Regions from separate parts of the Arachis hypogaea genome. Here region 2 is linked to region 1. A link is a contact called in public Hi-C data. All regions are on one chromosome and are shown on one strand. The core of a region is the stretch at or near the end of the contact, and the rest is flanking DNA. Distances in the headings are between cores, read along the strand shown. Region 1 holds the start of LOC112765179 (cyclin-D4-2). Region 2 has its middle 18 kb from the start of LOC140180880.

The links. Hi-C and Micro-C count contacts between places; a contact is called where the count stands out from the background.
Region 2: a Hi-C map of leaf shows a contact between it and region 1, with 2.2 times the contacts expected there. The contact joins the enhancer-like site here to the promoter of LOC112765179 in region 1. A contact is called at or near these places in 3 of 8 Hi-C or Micro-C datasets (leaf and an unstated tissue).

What each region holds. Positions count from the first base shown.
Region 1 is chr17:130,133,297-130,140,849 of arahy.Tifrunner.gnm2.J5K5, forward strand. It overlaps LOC112765179 (cyclin-D4-2), which reads right to left and starts at 3,424. Exons shown (of 6, transcript XM_025811061.3): 1 at 2,592-3,424; 2 at 2,024-2,110; 3 at 1,840-1,938; 4 at 1,527-1,734; 5 at 1,265-1,389; 6 at 785-1,089. The coding sequence starts at 2,921. The coding sequence ends at 835.
Region 2 is chr17:130,169,462-130,177,014 of arahy.Tifrunner.gnm2.J5K5, forward strand. No RefSeq gene overlaps it. Among protein-coding and RNA genes, the nearest start is that of LOC140180880, 18 kb to the left of the region's middle. Within about 2 kb of position 3,505, at least 3 of the 3 cell types and tissues checked have open chromatin away from gene starts, as enhancers often do.

The sequences.
Region 1 (7,553 bases), core at 2,174-4,673:
AAGAGAGAGTTTTAATTTGAACTACTTATCCACATATGTTATCTTAAAAAACTTTATTGATACTTTTTTTTTCTTTAGCGACTAATCTGTTCAAAATGTAAATTTTTAGGAATTTATCTCTCACTTTAATCTTTATACAAAGATAAACAAAAAAAAATTGAAGAAATATTACAGAAGAGTATAAAATCCTTTTCATGAGAACAATGATAATATTTTTATTTTCCATGTAACTTAAAATGACACAATACTTATAACTTAAGACAAAATATGTCCCTCAAAAATATAACTTATGCTAGTAACTCAGCCTCTTTTTTGGGTCTATTTTTCTCACTACATAAGTAGAACAATTTAACAAATGAAATTATGAAAACAGCTAGGATTGTACTTACACAAAAAAATTTCTTTTAAAAAAAAAAACACACAATAATGATCATTGTTCCCCCACTCTCTTCCATCACTTCCTCTATTGTGTAGCTGTTAAGATATCTAAAATTATTTTTAACAGCTCTTGATTACTTAAACCTTCTTCATTCATGCCAATTGCATGCAATGTGTGGATTCTATTCTCTATTCATTTTCATGTCCCCATCTTCCACTCATGACTTACCTTATACTTTCATTAACTATTCCTTATGCTCTTTTTTTTCTTCTTCTTTTCTAATTTTCCCTTTTGGTATTCTTGTGAGAGAGAGGGGGAACCTTCCACAAAATGAACATGGTGTCCTTTTCTTGGGGGTGAAAAAAAAAGAAAAAAATAAATAAAAATAAAGAAGCATCCCATGGATGATGGTGAAACTTTTGATAAATAAATAAAATTCCCAAGTCCACAAGACTCTACAATAGTGCCTCTGATCCACAAGTTTTGTTTAGCTTCCTCCTTTTAGGATCTGGAGTTGTGTGTGAAGAACTTGCACATGAACCTGCATTTGAGTCATCACTTTTGTAGCTGAAGCACAATGCATCTAACACTCCTATTGGACTTTGAGGCACACCACAATGGATTGTAGAAGAAGAACCATTTGGATCATTGACATTCACAATGTTCAATGCAAGTTCCTTGATCAATTCAAAACACTTGAACACTCTCCCCTAAAAATCACACAAAAGTAAGAAGATCAATTAAACAACAACAATCACAAATTCATTGTATTCAAAGTTATCATCAAACTAAACTCTAGACTCTCGAGTTGGATAAATCAGAAATGGTGACTAACTTGGAAAAAGTTAAATCATCATTTATATGATCAATCACCATGTATATTACCTTGTCTATGTATTGAATCAGAACAGAAGTAGTTTTCTCAGTGTCAACCGGTTCGGTTTCCCCGACAACAGATATTGCCACTGCCGCTGCAATCTCTGATGGCTTGAACTCCAAGAACTCAATCCCTGCATTCCACAATTACAAATCATTCATTCTCTAATTCGGACTCTTTTCATAATTATCAATCATTTCAGGAGAATGAACATAGAAGCAAAGATAACTCATCATTTCATAATTATCCTAAATAGATTACATTACTCACCTCTTGTGGTACTCAAGATAAGCTGGATGGATCGCAAGATCGACGATCTTAATGATGGACTCTCATTACCATCATTGATCTTGGAAAGGAAATAATCAATGAAGGAGAATGGAGTAATTGCATTCATTCTCCACCTCAATGTGCTTAGTACTAGAAGCTCCATTCTCTGTATGGTTTTAGCTTCGAATACAAACTTGGATTCACCAACCTGCATTAAAAGACAGTGATCAACATCATGCAAAAATGAGTGCATTGAACTTCACAAGTTACCAAGCATATTAAGGAAACAAAATTGAAAACTTTTCTACTCTACCTGCAAATCAAGGGTGAAAGGAACTTCAGTCTCATCAATTTTCGCTGCAATTGATAAACAGGCCACTGCCAGCAATTGCATTGTCCAAGTTCTTCCCTTCTACAAGTGGAAAGGCTGGATCAAAACCAGCACATTATAACAAAATGCAGATGAAACTTTTTCTTTATCAGATTCCTTGACTTACTGGTAATTCATACGATGAAAGAAATCGATCCAAGTAATTTATAGATAGATATTCACATAGAGGTCCAAAACCAAAATGTGCTCGAACCTATAAAACAAACATATGTGTTCATCCATTAGTCAATAACACCATAGATAAGTCTAAAATGCTAATCACACCATTGATCTTATTTTGATTCCATCTAAATCCTTATTATAAAAACAAAAAATGAAAATCTAGTCCAAATTTACTTATGAAAGTAGAACCATCATAAAAAGCTGAATGAATGAGTTAAGAAACTGTTTCAAACTCTCTTTCCAGATTGAACTCTCAACATCCGAATCCAAATCCTATTGCCAAAAACCGATTAACCCTGCTTAGAAGTTCTGGTTCAGATTTCATTTTTAGGCCATCAATGTAATCATGATTCAGAGTCAGAAAAAGCCAAACTAATCTCATACAAGTAAACATAGAAGAAGAAAAGATCAGATGATTGGACTAGACTCTATTAAGAAAGAGCAAAAACAAAAGAAAAAGAAAACAACCGAAGTCTCTCTTTCTCTTTCTCTTTCTGTATTTGAACACACACCTTTTCAATCCAATGAATGGCCTCATTTCTGGCCCCAAAATCCAAATCCCCAGATTGTAACCTGTTCAAGTAAGCGGCACCACCATGCCAGTGTTCACACTCCTTTTCCATCATCACTGCCACACACTCATCACTCTGCAATGGATACCCATCTGCCTCATCACCATCAAAGTTGCAACCTTTTTTATTATTATAACACCTAGGACGCCATGAATCCTCATCAAACACTTCATCCATGGCACCACCACTACCCCCATAAGGATTATCATCGAAGAAGCTTGTGTCCTCTGCACAGAGCAGGCTTGAAACGCAATCAAAGCTTGGTGCCATTGCAGAAGCCTCAAATAAATAAATAAAAATATACTTTTTTTGAACAAAAAATCCAACCCCAGAAATAAAAACCGATAAAGAATGAAACTTTGTGATAATATAAGAGATGGGGTGTGTGTTGAGAAGAGAAGAGAAGTGAGTGAAAGAAAATAAGAACAAAAAAGATGGGTGTATAGTGAAGCCAACCAAGCAGTGCGTGTTTGTTGTCTTCTCTTCTCTTCTCTCTCTATCTCTGTCTGAAAGGTTTTTGGGGCTGAAAAGAGTGCCGCATGAGAGGCGCTTATGAAGAGAAACGAACACTCCTTTTAGGGTAAAAGGCAGAGAGAGAGAGAGAGAGAGAGTGGGGTTAAGGGGGGGACACAGAAGAGAAGAGAAGAGAAGAGGGGCCCTGTGGAGTGAAGAGTTGTGAGTGTTTGTGAAAATGTGAAAATGAAAATGAAAACGAAAAAATATTGAATGAAAGGCAATTACTACTCTTCGCAAATAAGGAAGGAAGAGAGTGAGAAGGCGTGTGTTTTGTTAATAATGAAACATTTTTATCGGAGAAACATTAGGAAAACATATATCAACTTCAAGATTTTGTTTTTCAATTATGGTTTACGAAACAAGGTAGAAAGTCAGGTGTAGTCAATTTTACGTAAAATTAATAATTAAGAGTGATTAAATAATTTAATTAATTTAACTAAATTTCTATCTAAGGCTGTGTTTGTTTATAGAGACAGGACACTGAGACAGGGACACAGAGATACAAAATCGTGTTTGACAAAGGAGACATGAACAGAGACAATGTGTCATAAATTAGTGTATTTTGTGTCCATTCTGATATGAAGGACACGGAGACACTAACAAGAGATACAAGTTATTTTTTATTTTTTCTTTCATTATTTTTGTTAATTTTTTATAATTATACTTTTTTATTATTATATTTTTCATCTCAAATTTTTTGAATAAAAAAAAAGAATAAATTGAATTTTTATAATTTGTTCTAGTTTATCACCAAACAAAATACAAAAACACAAAATTTTATGTCTCTGTCCATTATATCTTGTTCTCAATGTCTTATCATGTTCTGTTCTCAAAAACAAAGGCCGCCTAATAGTTTTTTTTTTTTTATCACAAAACAATTGTCAAACTTTTTCTTTCTTGTCTTTTTTTTTTAATGTGTGATACTCTTAGTTATCTACACATGAAATGTTTTCTCTTTAAAATACTTTCAATTTATAGTTTTAGTTATGGAAAAAGATTTTTCATGTTTAATTAATTGAAATTATTGTAGTAAGGGCAAACACTAATAAGAAAAACAAAAATTGGGGTACCATGTAATTATTGAATGATATGATGGGTTTTTTTTTTTAAGGAGTGTTTTAAATATATTTAAAAAATAAATATTTATTTTGTATTTCTATAATAAAAAAATTTTATTTAATATAAATATGAAATTATTTTACTTCCATAATAAATGAAAATTATTCGTACTTAATGATTAATGAAAATTTTATTTATTTGCTTCTTAATTTGAAGTCAAATCCTTACGAGTGATTTTGAATTTTAATTATATAGCAATAATGTAAGTAAAAATAGTTACTATTTATAATTATTATTTTAAAATTTAATCAATTTTTTCTTTCTTGAGTAGTAACAGCTTCTACAAATTTTCCCTTTTTTTTTTTCTGGAGGTTTTATTGATTATGGAAACACGGAGAGTTATATTCTCAAGGATTGCTCTCAAATCATCATTTACCAAAAATAACGTCAAAAAAAAGAATTACTGCGACGCAATTTCCAAATACACGGAGCGTTGCGACTGTTAGTTAATACTTAATACAAATATTTTCACTCTGATTCATTAATTTTCTTTCTAATAATGTGCACTCAAATATTTCTATTTCTAAAACTTTTAGTAGCACACTGGAAATTAGAGTTGTAGATTCGTTGAATTAAATATTTTTATTGATAATCAATTTAAGTTAGTTGAGTAGTCAATTTAGTAAGTATCGACAATAGATCTTTAAATAAAATTCAAATATGCGACAAATTAATTTTTAACTTGTTGGATTGGGGGATACTATGAAAAAAAAATATATTTTTATTGATAATGTGTATTTTGTATAAACAAAGATAAATAGGTTGTTAACATTTTAGTAGGACTATTTCTTTATCTAATAAATGAATATCTAATATCTTTAAAAAAATATATATTATCAAAATATATTATATATAATTAAAAATAAAGAGTAAGCATCTAGATAAGTTTTTAAAAAATTTTGCATAAGTCGTTTTTATTTCTAAGAAAATTTTATTATGGTAAGATCTTGGAACTTTATAAAACTAAAATATATAAGTTTTTTCAATTTTTCGTCACATTTTTTAACACTTATTTGTTCAAATAAAAATAATAAATTTAATTAGAATAATAATTTATATATTTTATTTTTATAAAATTTAAAATTTTAATATAATAAATCTTTTTAATGACAAAAATGTCCCACATAAAAATTCTTAAAGACCTATTTGATTATATATATTCAAAAATAATATTTTTTAAAAAGTTAATTAAGTGATAGTAATTTGTAACTGAAATATAATTTTAAAAATGAGGAAGGAGTGAAGGAGATTGTTGTGTAAAAGGGTTAAAGGAAGGAAGAGAGAAGAGGATGTGTTGTCCCGTGTGGACACGTGTGCATAGATGACATCAGCGGATACGGAAGGCCACGTCACACTCACTCTCCACTCTCCAAATGCAAATACCTCTCACATTTCCCTCCACCCTTCCCCGCCAAATCATAAATGATTTAACAATTTTTCAAACATTATTTCTCCTAATAATATATAAAATTAATATCTAGATTAAATTTATTTATGCAAATATTAGTTTATGATTTATTTTTTTAAATAAAATATTTTGCTTAACAAAATGTATACTAGCCAAACACAAATAATGTTAGGACATCAATATAGTCAGATTTTTATTTTTAATATTGGGTTAACAATTATATTTTTTTTAAATGTGGGATGATTTAATTTACGGAATACAAATTGGACCGTCTAATTTTTAAAATGTACAGAAATCGGACCGTCTGATTTCTGTACTCAAACTGTCCGATTTGTGTTTAAAAAATTAAAAAAAAATTGGAGTACACAAATCGGACCGTTCGATTTGTGTACTCCAAATTTTTTTAATTTTTTAAACACAAATCGGTGTCCGATTTGTGTACCCCAAATTTTTAAAATTTTTTAAACACAAATTGGACCTTCCAATTTGTGTACATTCCATAATTATAAAAAACATAAAAAATTATCATGTTAAGATATAACACTCCTCCTACATCCATATTCAAATTTTTTAGCCCAATATAATATATAATGAGTAAAAATATAAAATTCTGTAACCAATTAAATCACAAAAATAGATTCTCTTTATTTTTCTCTCAAGCTACATTATCAAATGCAATCACTCAACATAGAATTTGTTAATGAGACTAAAAAAAATTGCATTTACCAATATTATTTGACAAAAAAAATTAAAAAACATACATTTTTGAAATTACTATTCTTTGTGCCTTTGGAAAAAAACTTTTGTCTCTTATGGTTATTATTCCATTATTCCATGCAATTCAGAAAAAGAGATGTACTTTTTTTTCCCGCTTTCTCATCACTTTTAGGCGCGTTTTCCTTTTTATTACCCTTAAGTACAAAATTGTTATTAGCCATTGACCACACTACCTTCACCTTCAGTAGGACCAAATCTTCTTCTTAATTAGTATTTTTATATTTTATTTAATGATAAATTAAAATAAATTATAAAAATTTAATTTATTTTTATTTTTTATAAAAAAGAATTAAAAATTATATTTATAAAAATTTGATAAAAATAATAAAAAAATAAAAAATAAGTTATATTTTTATTAATATTTCTGTATTTTGTTGTCAAAAAAAATATAAAATATATTAATTTAATGTCTCTAGATATAATATTTTTGTCTATATTTTATCTATCAAATATAATTTTATATTTCTATTTTTTTTATTTTAGTGTTCTCTATCTATAAACAAACAGAATCCTATTTAACTCACAAATACAAAATTAGTGAGTGACATTTTGTAATAATTATTAGTCACATTCTGAAGTAAACTAATTAACCCCTTTGGCTTAGTGCTTTTAATTACTCCATCACTAATTATACAACTTGTTAGAGATGATGAATTTTCCATTTCAAGCAGTGTCATTGCAATTATCAAAACTTCAATGAATGGTTTCTTACCAACACATATTGTGTCTCTTTCCTTTCTAACAATAGTAATGCCTTTTTTTTTTCATCTTCTTTCATACACTTTTAATTTTGCAACTTTTTTAACTTTCTATGGAGAGAAAAGTGATGATGGCTTGTATTTGAAAGAATAATACTGTATTTATTTATTTATTTTTTGGACAGGATAATACTATGTGTTAATGAGTACAACTGTGCATATGATATGCTAGATACATTGAGATTAGAGAGATCTCAAATGGTAATAATTTGAAAAATAATAATATAAATAATAAAATTTACATTTTTTCTTATATATAATCATATTTGTTTACAGTATTTTTTAGACTAATAAATTACTAACCAATAAATTAATATATACATA
Region 2 (7,553 bases), core at 2,255-4,754, 36 kb after region 1:
CTCATTTAGCCTTTGCTGCTGAACTGGAGCTAACTTTTCTGTAGAGTTCATCTACTTCTTCTTATGGAAGACCATCTTTCTCATAAGGTAACACCTTACATCTTCATACATGGTCAAAAATTATTTTCGTGTATGTGTACTCAGTGCTCACCACAGCAAATGCAATCATAAAAAAAAGTGATTATTTACATCTTGACTAACTGGAGATAAAAATTGAGCACAAAAATATCCCTTGAGAAAGCAACCATATAGACCAATAAGGGAGCGACAGTCAACTTTAAACCCACACTTGCATGCATCTAGAGGGATACATAGAGCCTATCAAATAGTGGTGGTGTTTCGAATTCTGGGATTAAGGCCAAAAAAACTGTTGAATTTGGTTGCTTTGTTCATTCAAATAGTCCCGGACCTTAACATATTACTGCCTTTCATTCCTCATTACTTCTTCTCTTGCTGCCTGTAATGCTCAAGTTACCATCTTTTCATTGATATGCACATGATAGCCTTGCTTTATGTGCTCAATTACTTCTTTAGGGGTTAGCATTGGCTGTGTCATCACCCTCTTCACCAACTTGCTAGTTACCCAAGTTCTAGTAGCTATGTTACTTGTCAAGTTTCTTCCACATTTATGCTCCTTTTGATAAGTCTTCACTTGGAAACAAAGCTTATGGCTATTCTATGAGGTAAAAATAAGCCAATGGCAACTATCTTCAACATACTTAGTCCTAACTCTCAACGATTCATTTTTTAAGTACTACAACTCTTTTCCTTCATATGCAAGCATGTCCTTCAATGCTAATTTGAATTGAGCTATTGTATCAAACAATTATCCTACCTAAAACTTAACATCTCCATAATCAGTTTTATCATCATACTCTGAATATTTTGGTCTTTCTTCATTATCAGGTGAAATAGGAGAGTTAAAAACTTCAAACTCATACACATAAGGCTTTTCAACATCACTATCCACCTCTTCATCAATTGGCTCTGAGTTGGGCTTATCTCCATTGATATTTTCTAGGCCTCCATTACTGACATTTGGGCCTCCTATATCATCATTTAGGTTTGCTGCTGTTGTAGACCCAATATTCTGTCCATCCATAATATCTGGTTGAGTTAAAATATATTTTTTAGTCCTGCCCACATATATCTTTGCTGCCTTCTTCTTTTGAGTCTTAGAAGAGTGACCCACAACTTCTTTTGTCTTGACATTCTTCTTTTATGAAGTGACATTTCTCTTATTTACAGTAGCATTCTTTTTTTTTGTCAATTTTTTTTGTTGTTGTTAATCTCTTTTTTTTAGTCAAAATCTCACTACTACTACTACTATTATCATATTCAAACACAGATAGAGGAGGCTTGTAAACTTTATCTTTGCACTCTCATAACCATCATCACTAGATGAGTTAGTATCTCTTTCCACATCAATAGCAGCCTCCAACAATTTAGGATTATTTACATCATGATCACAATAGATATACAGCTCATCAGTCTTCATGTTAGCCATTTTGTTATCACACATCTCATTAATCTCTTTTTTTTTTTGAAAATATGGAGTCTAAACTCAATATCCCCTACAATAGATCTAGCCAGTACATTTTTTTATAAGTTTGGTAACCTAACTCCTTAAGCATTTTTACTAAGTCTTTAAAATTCACAAAGTCTATATCCAACTTAGGAAACTTGTGAACCTTACCATCTATATAGTTGAGCACACTATTCTCATCTCTTTTAAATCATCTTTCATGGTGAAACACAAACACAATTTCATAAACCATCTATAGCAAACATAACAGTAAATTAAACTAAATTCTAAAAAAACTAATTTTTAATTAACATATAATACCTCATTCAATATTAATTAAAAATTGCTAACTTATTTTCATTACTTCATTTCTTTACTAAATCCTAAAATAAAAAATATTTGTCCTAACAACCAGACAAGTCATTAACTCCAAATCGCATGCAATAAAATTGTAAAGGAGGATCACCAGCAAGACCACACTCACAGGACCATAACAAAACATAAAAAAATGCTAGAAAACAAAGCAAAAAACCTACCTCATGTTCCTTGTATAACCTGTCACCACAATGTCATAATGACGTCAGCTCTTCGCCGTCACTGTATTGTCACGTCGTCGTTCGCCGTTTGTCACAGTATCTCTCGGTGGATAATTTCTGGCCCGAAAAAGGGTGTTGTCTTAGAATTTTCTGTAATTGTTAATGTGAAGAAGGAAAAAGAAGAGAATAGTCTTTCTATATAATGTTATTGGTGCGAAACGCAATGTTTTGACTTTTTCATAATGTTGACGTTTTGCTTACTATACCGAGAGGCGAATTATCGCAAACAAATTATCCAATGACACATAAGAATATTCTTTTTGTTACACGTAGGAATGTTACCTGATATGTAGGATTGTCTCCACTTTCTATTGTTAGAGACTTTGACATAAAAACCAGAATATCTGACAAAAATAATGAATAGGGATTGCGATAGAATTATGTTTTTGTTAAAGGATAGAAAGGAGTTCCATAAAATTATCAGAAATTGGGTGAGATTTCATTCTATAATATTTTATGATATGAAATTAATTTTTTTAAATTTTTATTAAGTAAAATTATATAAATAATTATATTATGTAAGAAGTTTTTTATATTTAAAACGTGAATTATACATATGTTTGTTTTTGTCGTAAACTGAAATTATATTTATATTTTTTAAATTTTAGCAACATAATAACAAATTTTTGACAATAAAAAATATAAAATTCAATTATTTGTATATTTTTATTTAAGAGATAATATTTTTTAGTTTATCAAATATTAATTTATCACAAATTTAAATTTTATTTAAAAATTTATAATTTTATATTGATTAATAAATTGTTATATATAGATATTTAAAACAAATGAATTAACTGATCACTTGAAAATAATGGTTTAATTACTCTATTAGTCTCTATAGTTTCGCGAAATTTTCAATTAGGTTCCTATACTTTTTTTTCTTTTAATTGGGTTCTTGCACCAAATTTTTTTTTCAATTAGGTCCTTTTTAGTAGTAATTGTTTTAATTGTATAAGGACCCAACTAAAAAAAAATTTGTGCAGGGACTCAAATAAAAGGAAAAGAAAGTATAGGGACTCAATTGAAAAACAAATTTAATGCAAAGACCCAATTAAAAAAAAAGTATAAAAATCTAATTAAAAATTTTACGAAATTATAGGACCAACAGAATAATTAAACCAAAAATAATCAATGAATTATAATAGTCGAATGGATGGCAGCTTAACGAATCACAAAAGGCCACAACATCTGCCGTATCTTCTCTGAGTGTCTCCACGACACAAACAACTAATTCTTGATTCTTCATTAATTAAATATGCCACTCGCAATTTAATGTGTAATTAACGAAAAAATTAATATTAATTATTAGTATACCGATTCTACTATACAGCTTTTGTTTTTTTCCACACTTTAGAAGGTAGGTTGCCACTTCCCACGTGCACTCAGATTGGGTCCATTAGAGATTAATTACACTCACTCTCCCCTGCACCTTCACATTCCTTTCCAACACACACCACTTTTTCTTCAATCCTCACCCCTAATCGTACATTATTTAGGAAGATTTTTAAGTGTACCGTCATACTGGTATATCATTAATTTTTAATCATTAATTTTAATTATAAAAAATATAATATTTTTTATATTTTTATAATTAAGATCAACGGTTAAAAATCACTGATATACCGATATGACGATACACTTGAAAATCTTTCCATTATTTATTCAATCCTAAACTTCATTACATCCTTTCATGTTCATTTATACTTTAAAATTAATTTAAATTAACCGAATAGTCAATTCATTTATCTGTTTAACTAAGTATCGAAAGTTTAAATCTCGTCTTATATATTTTTTTAAATATAACTCAAATTTGCGACGAATTAATTCTTAACTTATCAGACTAAAAAATAAAAATGATGTTTAATTAAGATATGAAAAAAAAAGCTACTGTGCTTAAGTTTAGAATTTAATCTAAACTGAAGAAGAAGATCGTATATTGACAATAAAAAATGTTTCTACAATTATAAAAAATTTATCACCATATATTTATTATTTCATGTATTTTTAATAAATAATTAATTATAAAATAATAATTTTTTTACAACTGAGTAATGAAGTTTTTTCATAAATATTAAAAATCAGTTAATACTATATTTTTATATTTTATTTATATTTTAACTGTAAATACAAATCTAATTTAATTATATTATTTATAAATTTTAATTATAAATATAAACGTATCATCATTTTGTATTCTAATAAATATCTTTACACATTTGTTTATTCGTTGGTATTTTATTTTGTGTCTAGAGTCACAATTGAAGTATAATTACAATCATGGACAACTTTATAATTTATTTTTAAGTTTCTTACTAAGTAAGAACTAAAAAGTGTGCTTTTTTTGCTAATTAAATAAATTTAACTCTTTATTTATTGTATTTTATATTAATAACTCAAATTTAAAATTTATAATTTAAAATTTAAATTTATGGTATAGAATTTAAAGTTTAGGGTTAGTTTAAGATTTTTATTTTATAGTATAAAACTTATAATTTAATATTTAAAGTTGAGAATTCATATTTTAAAATTTATGATTTAAGCTTTAAAATTCAAGGAGCACTGTGATCCTTAATTACTTTTTCCAAAGCGCATTAACATTGGCTTAGGTTTAGATATTATATTGCGATTGAATAAATATAATTTAATTTTAAAGTAACTCATAAAAATATAATTACCCAATAACACAACTCTTGAGTCTTAAGTAATATAGGATTCTAATTACACCATTCAACACTAAATTGGAAACTAAATTTTTTTTTTTAGTTGTCTTCCGTATTTTCTAATTCAAATAAACTAAAGATTAATTTGTCGTAATCTTGTGGATTTGAACTCTATTTAAAAGTCGTTAGTCAATAAATTACTACATGCACAAAATAATATTTGAATTTTTAACACTCAAATGGACGAATAAGTTAATTACTTGGCTAACTTAAGTTGGTTAGGATACTAACGCCCAATTTGGATAAACAACTTAATTAAGCTACTTTTGAAAAAATAGCTTAAACAATAAATGATTATATTAAAAGTAGCTTATAAATAAGTTATTTTGTATTTGGATTTTTAGTTCTAAAAATAATTTTTTTATAGAAATGTGATAAAAAGTAGTAGCATTATAAGAGAAGTCATTTTTTTTTTACTTCTCTATAAACTCCTAAATAACTTCTTAAAAAATTGCAATTTGGTTTTAAAAATTGCACCAGACATTAATACTATTACTTTTTATAAGTCAAAAACTCAAAAAAATTACTTTAAAAGCTTTTCAAATGCACCCTAAAATTATAACAAGTTTAAACTAAAAAAAGAAAGAAAGAAAGATAGAAATATAATGGAGATTAGAAGGGAATAGTTTAACGACGAAGAGCAATGGAGTTGGCAAAAGTCGCTTGTCTTGGCTTAAGCAATGTCTTTATCGAAATCCATAACAAAATCCAAACAACCAAAGCCGATTGGGTAATGGGGACATTGGGGCCAATGTATGCTTCGGAAAATGGGATAATGAACATTGTGTTTGGTTCAAACTTTAGCAACCAAATTTTTATTGTCCCCTTCATCCCTCCTCCTCCTTCTTACTATTAATCCCAAAATCTTTCATTTTTTTCCATTAGTCAAATCAAATAAAGTGAAATTGTGTAGGGGTATAACTCACCCAAAAGTTAACTCGAGGTAAGAAATGTTTTCATTTATAAATGAGTAACATTCCAAATCCATCCTTAAATTTTTGGTTGGATAATTTAATTTTTAACAAATTTTAATTTTTAATTAGTTTTTAAGTTTTTATTTTATCAAGCAAATCAATTCTTATGTCAAATTTTAATAAAAGTTTAGACAATTCAATTTCTATTGTTATTTAATAAAGACATAATAGTTTATAAGAATTTTAAATTAGTTATTTTATATAAACAAATAATATGAAATAGGAATATATATGTTTAACGGAATAAAAATTTAAAAATTAATTTAATGATTAAAAGTTGTTGAGATCTAAAATGTGTGATTAAAAATTTGTTAGAGACTGATTTAATTTTGGGTATTACTCTTAATAAATGTTAAACAAAATACATAATCATGCGAGATTGTATGCCAAAAAATAAATAGATAATCAAGAATGCTGTATATTGTCAATTTTACCACATTATCTTTATATATACTCATAATAAAATAAATTTTATTATTTTTATTTATAAACATATATCAAAAGGTAACATATCAAAGCCAAGAAGCAATAGCTCAAATGGCATAGTCTTTCCATACTCAATTAAGAGGTTGTGAGTTTGAGTTTTCATATCTTCGGTAAAAAAAAAAAAAAAACATATCAAACTCATATTTAAAAAAAAAAAAAATCCAATTTAAGATTGGCAGCCCTTAACTTGTGCGCACGCTGTTTGCCTTCTGGCTGAATGTGACAACGGATCTCTATGTGCCTTCTCTTCAATCATTTTCATTTTTCTTAAAAAATTATTTACAACCTTTAATCTAAATATCTATTTTTTATGAAAAAAAAAAAGGTATGTACAGCCTTTAATCTAACTAGAGCATAGTGTTACCAGTTAATGTTGCCAAACGGGAATATATATATATATAGCTAGTAATGTTGTTTTATGCATGTTACTTTGGGGTGTTTGGGTTTTTCCCATTTGGAGTTACTTCAACCCACTGCTTCTATTGGACCTCCTTCCAATAACCCATTGGCGGCTAAATCATATTCATAATGAAATTATGCGGTCGGATTTCGAATTTCGTCTTGAATATACAATAATTTATGAGTATAGTATTGTTTTTTGTCCCTAACATTTTGGATAAATCCTATTTGTGTTTTTAACGTTTAAATCGTTCTATTTGTATTTCTAATGTTTGTAAAAGTGATTCAATGTTATCTTATAGTTTTTACAACTTGTTATAATAACAACTTAAATCGATAATTCGTCATCATATAGTTTTTTCATGTAACAAGCTGGATTTTGGTTTGATTTCATCTTAATATGATAACAATCTAACTTAATTATCTATCCGTTAGTCGAAATTTTTATATATTTATTTTCAACTCAATATAAAAAATCACATACTAGAACCACATTTTTAATTCCACCAAAAATACATTTGAAAATGAAATAAAATATCCCAAATGAGTGATAAAAGAAATGTGTAATATCTGTTGGAATTAAAGTCAAAATATTGATAAATATGAATATAGGAGAAGTTGAGTAAAAAAAATTTATTTTAAGAAAGACAAAAATTAATTGAAGTTGATTATAAAAAAACTTGGCTTTCTAAACTTTAAATACATATTATCCAGAAGTTTATTTTTCAATTTAGTAGTTTGTATATTAAAAAAAAAAATACTTTTTAAAATTTTTAGCAAAATGCTTTCAGAGTATTTGTTATTTTTTTTAAAAAAAAATAATACAGCGAGTCATATTAGAAATTTAGAA